Linked DNA regions of Mus musculus: region 2 is linked to region 1. A link is a contact called in public promoter capture Hi-C data. All regions are on one chromosome and are shown on one strand. The core of a region is the stretch at or near the end of the contact, and the rest is flanking DNA. Distances in the headings are between cores, read along the strand shown.

What was found. Promoter capture Hi-C pulls out the DNA fragments that hold promoters and counts their contacts.
Region 2: a contact with region 1 is called in a promoter capture Hi-C map of hippocampal neurons, with 6 times the contacts expected there. The contact joins the enhancer-like site here to the promoter of Atp6v1c1 in region 1. A contact is called at or near these places in 4 of 39 promoter capture datasets (the 3T3-L1 cell line, hippocampal neurons, liver and 1 more) and 1 of 115 datasets of contacts at active chromatin or transcription factors (extraembryonic endoderm stem cells).

The regions. Positions count from the first base shown.
Region 1 is chr15:38,658,929-38,663,338 of GRCm38.p6, reverse strand. It overlaps Atp6v1c1 (ATPase, H+ transporting, lysosomal V1 subunit C1), which reads right to left and starts at 1,435. Exons shown (of 13, transcript NM_025494.3): 1 at 1,256-1,435.
Region 2 is chr15:39,827,504-39,832,171 of GRCm38.p6, reverse strand. It overlaps Dpys (dihydropyrimidinase), which reads left to right. Exons shown (of 10, transcript NM_001164466.1): 5 at 4,041-4,197. Among named protein-coding and RNA genes, the nearest start is that of Dpys, 28 kb to the left of the region's middle. Within about 2 kb of position 2,396, at least 22 of the 459 cell types and tissues checked have an H3K27ac peak or open chromatin away from gene starts, as enhancers often do. A contact at or near this core is called in hippocampal neurons, where this site is marked.

The DNA of each region.
Region 1 (4,410 bases), core at 186-2,685:
GTATACATATATATATAGAGAGAGAGAGAGAGAGAGAGAGGGAGAGAGAGAGAGAGACAAGTGGTCTCACTATTTATTTAGCTTTGGTTGGCTCTGCCTCCTAAGTGCTAGGACTAAAGGTTAGTGCTCTATCACACGCCAAATGCACGACTATTAAAACCTATCTCCTCTGAATCTGTCTGGAAGCTCTGACAGCAGAGTCCCTGTCTGCTTCCTAAACCTTAGCACTCCCATAGTATCAGCCATAGAGCATGCAGTATATGAACAAGTATCACCAGACTTCAAAACTATTTCCCACTTTTCCACAATGCAGCCTACTACAAAAGCCTGGCCTTTGGCACCCCTAAATCATGTCTTCTTCTCTCATCAGGCCCTCAAATAACGAGGCTTTCACTGAGTAAAAAGTTCTCCTCTGTTGCCTCCAATCCCACCGACTTGCCAAGACCCAAACTCAAGTTTTCTTTCCTCCAGGATACTTTTCTCCTCCTTCTGTTTTTACCAGTTCTATACAACCTCATCTTTCCCCTGTGACTTATCTTCCCACCATCAATGTGAACTTTTAGGGCTGGGCTATTCACACCCGACCATTTCATTCCCGGGGCACCACTAAGTACAGAGTAGACAATTTTCCCCCTGATAACATTTTTCCTCTGAAAAGAACACAAGCTTCCCTCTTATGCCTCATAGGTGATTCAATCTGCCTTATAAGAGACTCTGTCCACCAGTTCCTTTTCGGGGATGTTGTTTAACCTCCCCCAACCCCAATCTAGTGAAATGTTTTTAAGCTGCCTGTATTCCTGTTTCATCCACTGCCTACAATGACCCCCGTGTCCTCTGTGACCGCCCCCTGCCTGCAGTGGGCACCCCTTCCGCCCTGAAAACTGTAATCCCTTCTATTCACATACAGGCGTAAACACCCAGTGGAGACTGCACACACACGCCGGTGAACCCTGAGCCTCACCTGAGGCATTCTGTCACTGTCCACCTTCTCACAAGTGACCAGGACTCGCTGGGATTCCCACCCAAGAAGGACCCGAATGTACAACACTTCTCCCTTCTGCCACTGAGTTCCCCGTCTGGGCCCCTTCCCCCTCCTTCTTCTTCCAAAGACACCAACCCTAGGCCCTGAGATGCGGAGAGCCCGCACCCAGGCCGGTTGCAGGTCCGACGCCACAGTCTAGGCCCCCGCGCCGCCCCCATCCTTCCCCGGCGGCCACTGCAGCGTCAGCTCCCCGCAGGGCTATCGCTCACTGACCCGAGGTGTCTCAGGAGGCGGCGGCGGCGACAGGTGCGGAGGCAGGAAGCCTGGTAGACGTTAACCGCTCAGCGCTCCATCCCTCCCGGACCTAAGCTCCGGCCTTTCGGCTTCCTCGACCCCTGCGCCCAGAGCAAGTCACGTGCCAGCCGGAGCAGTCAGCTGACCGCGGCGCACGCCGCTCCGCCTACGCGCGCGCACCACTGCGCGCAATCACGATGCGGCCAGGCCTCCGGAGAAGGCGGGGCTGAGAGAGCGCGCAGAGCGGGCTTCCGGGTGGGCGGAGCTTGCCGCTCCTCCAGATGCACCTGCGGTGGTTGGCCAGCCACCAGAAAATTCCCGCCCACCCTAAAATTACCCACAGGTTTCAGCCATTCAGACTCCCCCAAGCTCCTGCACTGACTTCTGCACTGCAAGTTTTGACAGTCCAGGTTTCGGGGAAATTTTTTCTAATAATCCACTTCAGTAGTTTCATATTTTTCATCCAATCTGGTATCACTTCGTTCCATAAAGTGATAAAGTGTTCAGGTTTAGTTACTCAGCACCAAACATTGTTAATTAGTTTTTTAGAATTAGCTAGTGGAGTGACCCCCTTGCCAGGAACTCCAAACTGTCTGGTTTAGGGGTACCAAAATGGATACAGGAAGTCAAGAAAGGTTTATGGACAGGGAAAAACCATCAGCCTTGGGTTCCAGAAAAATAGATATCAACCTACTCTCACAAACCGTGCACATCTCATTGGTTGAGAAGTTAGGTGGTGCATATCTCAGCATTTTAGGTTGCATAGAGGATTGGGGACTTGTCTATTTTAATCGTTTTTAGATTTACAGCTTAGCAAAGTGAAGCTCCAGAGGTTATGGTTCTGTTTGCACAATGTGTGGGCACTCCTGGCTGTTCTTACTAGCAAGCGGAATAATAGATTTCCATTGTCAACCTGACTGGCTTTAGAATTGCTAGGAGACAAACCTCTTGGAGGGAGTTTCCAGCCAGGTTTAATGTAGGACATTCACCTCGAATATGGGCAGCAGCATCTTGAATGATAGGAACCAACACAGAATGTTTTTTTTTTTTTTTTCGAGGCTTAGAGAGATGGCTCTGAGGTTAAGAACACATACTGCTCTCACAGAGGATCTGAATTCCTTACTGGCACCCACCTGGAGTGCCTTGTGACTCCAGCTACCTCCAGGAGATCCGATTGGCTTCATCTGGCCTCCTGCAGAACCTGTAATCATATGCACTCCCAGGAAGACAAAACACTCATACACATAAATACAAATAAAATTAATCTTTTAAAAATGATAAATAGGATTAGAGAGAGAAGGTTCAACAGGTAATGGGGCACTAACCACCAAGACTGATGGCCTGAATTGTATCCCCAGAACCACAAAGTGTATTCTGCAAGATAGCCTCCCATCTCCACATGCAAGCTGTAGTACCCACAAATAAATAAATGTAATAAAATTGTCAAATAAATAATCTTTTTTTAAAGGAGAAAGCTAAGCATCAACATTCATTGCTCTCTGCTTCCTGACTACCAATACAATGTAACCAGGGCTCTCAGACTCCTGCCTTCAGAGCTACAATTACTCTCACCACCTTGCTGAACTGTGAGCCAAAAGAAACCCTTCTGTATTCATTGCTTTCCTATTGCTGTGATAAAACACATTCCAGTCCATTACCATCACAGCAGGGAAGTGTGGCAGTAGACAGACATAGCAATCATAATAGCTGAGAGCTCACAAATCAAATAACAAGCAGGAAGCAGAAAGCAAAGGAAAAAAACGGTATGAGTCTTTGCCCCTTACAGTGACATACTTCCTCCAGCAAGGCCACAGCCCCTAAATTTCCTCAAACAGTCCCACCAAACAGGGACCAAGTATTCAAATTCCTAAGGCTGTGTAGGATGCCTCGTTCACCAAACCACAGCTTCCTTCCTTGTTTTTGTCGATTATTTTGTAGCAACAAAAAAAAAAAAAAGGCAATACACAAAATTGTTAGCAAGGAACGGGTTCTTCAGTCTAATAAACCTGTTTCTTAAGTCTTTGAAATTGGTTTGCAGGATCTGTGTGTGAGAGTTTGGCGCTGTGGCCTAGAGCAGCTCTGGAATGCTTTATGGATAGTTTAGTGAGTCATAGTGAGTGGGATCCCGAAGACCAGAATGCCCACAGGAATAAAGGAAATCTGGACTCACTAGGTTTTCGATGGGAACAATGATTTAACTGGGAATCAGACTAGAAGTCCTTTGTATCCGATTCTGGAAAAGAACTTGGCTGCATTCTAGCTCTGTCCTGAAATTTTGTTTCAAATTTTAAGGTTCAGGTCAAAGTGATGGACTAAGTTATTTGGCAAGGGATTTCATGACAGTATAACATCCAGCCTGTAGAATGGTTACTGCTTGCTGAATTTAGCTTTGAATCAGGAAGAAGAAATCTATGAAATAAGCAGTTTGATTGAAGGATCTTGAACACACTTAAAACAACAGATAAGGTAGATGGAGAGAAAGCAGGCATTCCATTGATACCTCATTTACAGAAATACAAATTGAAGGAACTCTGGCCAACCCGACCATGGCGACCATGGCGACCAAGGTGAGTGTGACTCTGACAGACCTTGCCCTTATCCCCAATTCCCTCTGCCTTGCTAAAATCTATTAGATTACATTCTTGAAGCCAGCCACTACGGTCTATTTCCTATTTGGCCAATTCCTCCTCCAGAGGCTGACTACCAAGGTCCAGCAGAGCTTCTGAAGTATTGAAATCCAGCAATCAAAAGCCCCCTTTGACTCACCTAGTTAGCATGCCCAATTAAAATTAAACATCTCACCCTAACATGGGGTTTTCCTTTTTGCCTTTATAAACTGCCATTTTCCTATGGGCCACATCTATCTTCTCTCTATCCAGAGGAAGTCTTTTGTGCCCCCATCCTCTGGGACAAATATCCCTTTCCCTTCTCCCTCATCTGCTATCGCCTGCCTTTGTCTCTTATTACCTGCTTTCTCCTAGCACAAATAACTCATCTTTGTGCTAAGAACTTGGTTGCGGGGTGCCCTGAGCTGCTACTGATCACTTCATAAGTACAGTGAAAAGGAGAAAACCCAAGAAGAGTATTGCTGAAGGAGCCTTTCTTCAAAAACAACTGCCTTCAAAAACAAGATG
Region 2 (4,668 bases), core at 1,147-3,646, 1.2 Mb before region 1:
CATGCCTTTCCTCCTCCATCATGGACTCTAATCCTCTCCTACTGTAAGCCCAAATAAATGCTTTCTTCTAAGAGTTTCCTCAGTCATGGTGTTTTTAATCACAGAAATAGAAAAGTGACTAGTCCATGGTCAATTTATAAACATGAAGAGACCCCAGGTTTCCAGGGCCTGCTATGTACTTTTGTATACATCATGGTTGTTGGTTTTATTTATTTTTTGTTTGTTTGTATTATGGGGATGGTTCATTTGTTTTTTTAACCATCACAAATTTACTATACTAGAATCATATTGCAATCCCATTTCCTAGATAAGAAAACTAAGACAAAGAACATTGATTCATCATATGCAAAGCACAGATATACAACATCAGGATTTGAACTCAAGCCTCCATTTACTACCATCCTGTCTCTGTTTAATTTTCTTCCCAAATGGTGTCTTCTTTTGAAAAAATAATATTTTGAATCGGTGTAGCTCAGCAGAGCTTCACCCTGTTATTTACAAGGAAAGTTATTTTGAAAAGCATAGCTATCTTCACGCTGTAGTTCAAGCATCTTCCCTGACACCTGCAGTTCATCCTCCTCCCCTTTCAACTTTCACTCATAGCTCTCAGGATGCAAGGCTCCACCCACTCTGTCACTTCTCACTAATAAGGCTGTCTGGTGATCAAGAGAGTCCTATGCATTCAAAATGCCTCATAGCTCAGAGATCTTTAGGATCTCTCAGAGATATAAATGCCGTTAAGTGGGAGATTGCAACAGGATGATAGAGTCTTTGCATTTGGTCCCATGTCCAAGGATAGAGAAAGACAATGGAGAGTAAATGTGGATAGAGAGGGAACAACCTAACAAAAGGTGCTAGGGAAGAAACAGGTGATAAAGACACAAGAGTTATTAGAACCATGAGGATGCAAACACAATTAGAAGAGGACCAGATGGAAGCCAGACACAAGTGCTGTTCACAGCCACCTGCAGTACAGAGCAAAGGAAACCAGGAAGGGAAAGTGGGTTACCACTTGGTCACATCCACAGATAGTTTGTGCTTGGCTGAAAATGTTTAGGAATGTATGCTCTCCCCCCGAGAATGAAAGTATTGCTTTTCTTGTAACAATGTGTGTATGGTCCTATATCAGAGGAGGAAGCCTTTAAGTCTGATTCCGTCACTGCCCATGTGTGGCAGATCAGTTCGTTTCATTGAGCATCAATTTCTTCTTTATCAAAGCATCGTGAGGTGTTGCTGTGACGTCAAGTGAAGAGATATGAAAGTTCTACAGTCCATACCTGTGGTCTCGATCGCGCTTGCCGTATTTTTAGATGTGCAATTAGGTTGAAGTTTTGTGGTTTCATACTTTAGCTTATGGACTCCTGGACTCTATCTTCCTTCTTTACACTTTTTGCATGAGGTTTGTTCTTTTAAAAGTTGAGGAGGGGAGCAATGAGCCATTAGGAATTTTTATTTATTTATTTATTTATTTATTTATTTATTTATTTATTTATTTTTGGTTTTTTGAGACAGGGTTTCTCTGTATAGCCCTGGCTGTCCTGGAACTCACTTTGTAGACCAGTCTGGCCTCGAACTCAGAAATCCACCTGCCTCTGCCTCCCGAGTGCTGGGATTAAAGGCATGTGCCACCACACCAGGCTTATTTTTAATTTTTTATATTCACAAATATGTAATGAGAATAAAGTTGAAAATACACTCCTTAATGAAGAGCTTGTGCATGCTAAGAAGGTAGCTTGTCACATCTGAAAGGGGCTAAGGCCTTCTAAGGAAATTACCTGTCATCCAAGTTAGAAGCAGCCCTGGCAGACTCTGGTAGATGTTGACATTTATTTTTTCCTGAGAGCTATTAAGATGGTAGAAGTCTGGAAACTGCATTCCCATATCATTTCGATGTGCCAAGTGACTGAACAGAACATGTGACAGGACCTTTCCTTGGTGATGAAGCACCAAGGAAAATCCTGAGTTGGCATCTCATGGAGCGACTGCAAATCAAGTCAGTGTCTCGTTGCCCAAGCAACTGGGAGATGTGCTCTTGAAACAGCAAATTCTCTTTGGAGTTGCAAATAGAGGCTGCGCCTGTCTTAGTATCTCCAAGTAGAGACTGCTACCTCTTAGCTCACTACACATAACCGATGTTTATCCTGCCTGCCACAGAGGGATACTAAAGTTGCTTCTCTTTTCTAGGAATAAGCCAGTAAGGACCTGGGGTGGTGTGGCATTGAGTATATCATGGAGTCGAAGCAGATCAGCAGTGGCTGGGTCCTGAGGGACCCCTTTCTTGCATACGTGGCACTCAGGTCAAGCTCCTGGGCTTCAGCAAGCCTGGCTGTAACTGTTCCTCTATTTCCTAGGCTAGCTGGAGAAAGAGGCTGTTTTGCAGGAAGGATAATTTGTGAGATAATAGGGTGCTACATTCCATTTTGAGGACTGTGGCAGCTGGTGGCCATCCACTGCATGTGCTCTCTAAGGAAATCAGTTAATTTCAGTTATGTATCTGAATCGTAACTAAAATTCAGCATCTGGTCAACTAAAGTGAGCTCATTTGGCATGCTAGAATCTCCTCACCATTCTCTCTCTCCCTCCCTCCCTCTCTCTCTCTGTCTCTCTCTCTGTCTCTCTCTCTCTCTCTCTCTCTCTCTCCCTCCCTCCCTCCCTCTCTCTCCCTCCCTGTCTCTCTCTCCCTGTCTCTCTCCCTCTCTCTCTCTGTCTCTCTCCCTCTCTCTCCCTCCCTCCCTCTCTCCCTGTCTCTCTCCCTCTCTCTCTCTCTCTCCCTCCCCCTCCTTCTCCCTGTCTCTCTCCCTCTCTCTCTCTCTCTCTCCCTCTCTCTCCCTCTCTCTCCCTCCCTCCCTCTCTCCCTCTCTCTCCCTCTCTCTCTCCTTCCCTCCCTCCCTCCCGCTCTCTCTCTCTCCCTCCCTCTCTCTCTCCCTGTCTCTCTCTCTCCCTCTCTCCCTCTCTCTTCCTCTCTCTCTCTCTCCCTCCCTCTCTCTCTCCCTGTCTCTCTCTCTCCCTCTCTCCCTCTCTCTTCCTCTCTCTCTCCCTCCCTCCCGCTCTCTCTCTCTCCCTCCCTCTCTCTCTCCCTGTCTCTCTCCCTCTCTCTCCCGCTCTCTCTCTCCCTCCTCCTCTCTCTCTCTCTCCCTCTCTCTCTCTCTCCCCCTGTCTCTCTCCCTCCTCCTCTCTCTTTTGATTGCTTGCATGTGATGAGGTTGATGCCAGTGTATCTATTATTCTGACAAATGCTAATCAGATAGGAGCCTGATTTTAAATTCAAATTCACTGTGCACTATTAAGTTTTCCAACATCGCATGCTTTGGATGTCCTCATTTGCATGATTTTTAAGTGTGCATTTCAGGCTACAATTTTATTATCTGAGTGTTCTTTTATTGAATATAAGTCTTCTCAGAAAGGTCTTTTTGAGAGTGTGAAAAGGTTATCAATCAATCAACAGCAAAGATGTACTATGGTTGGAGTCCATTGGCAGTATTAATAGTAGTTTATCATCTGGCTAGATGGCATAAAAATTGAGACCACTGACTCAAAATTCCTGGGTTCAAATCCTACCTCCTTCAGTCTACAAATACAAAATGTGTATAAAGTATCTGTAGAGAAATTACATAATCCTGTAGTTTTATCTTTTAATTAAAATAGTGATAGCATTTACCCAATAGAATTTTAAGATTGAATTACAAATGTAGCCCCCAGCATCCTCTGGGTTTTGCTTCAGTAACAGTGGAGAATAATCCAAGATGGTTTTAATAACCTCACTTGGAAGGAGAGCATGCCATTTGCATTCAATCTAATTGACCCAAACAAATCCCATAGCTGGGAGAATGATCTATGCCTTACAATGCAAATGACCTGAATACACTAGATGCTCGGTAATTATCAGCCATTGTCTGGTTCACAAAAGTGAGGTGTGGGGTGGGATTCTTTTAAGTTATAGTATCATCCTCTCCCGACACAGAGAAGACTCTCTGTGTGATTGTCAGATGTTTTTCTTAAACCTGCATTCAGGGACTGAATCCTGCCTTTGAACCTTCCAGGAAATGTGGTCTATGGAGAACCAATTGCAGCGGGTCTCGGCACTGATGGCAGACAGTACTGGAGTGAAGAATGGAGCCATGCAGCCCACCATGTCATGGGTCCCCCACTGAGACCCGATCCTTTAACACCTGGCTTTCTTATGGATCTGTTGGCTAAGTAATAATTTTTCAGATGACTGTAAAGCATTTGGATGGGAGATAATTCTTTGGATGGAGGAAAGCTTGTCTTAAATCTGTAGATCCAAGGACCTTCTGGTCTTCTGCTCTGTTTGAGCCATGGTATAGGAGGAGCAGAATACACTGGACTTAGAATGTTTAAGCTAATATGGTCTAGGGACTAGTTTGTTGCATGGGTGATTTCCCTTTCTCTTCATTCTGAACATTTTAGCATGCCTTGGTCACATGTCCCCAGATTTCAATTGATAGGGAACATTTCACAGTAGACTGGACAAGAACTAGCTTGTCCCCTTTCCTTTAACTTCCCCCTTCCTTCACACTTCTATGTCCCAGGGATTATTTATCAGCCAAATTGGGATTTTTATCCCTGGTGACAGAGCTGTTCTCAGCCAGTCTTACATTAGTGTTCATGACAATATGGACATCTGTCACTGGGCTGCTCTGGAAGACC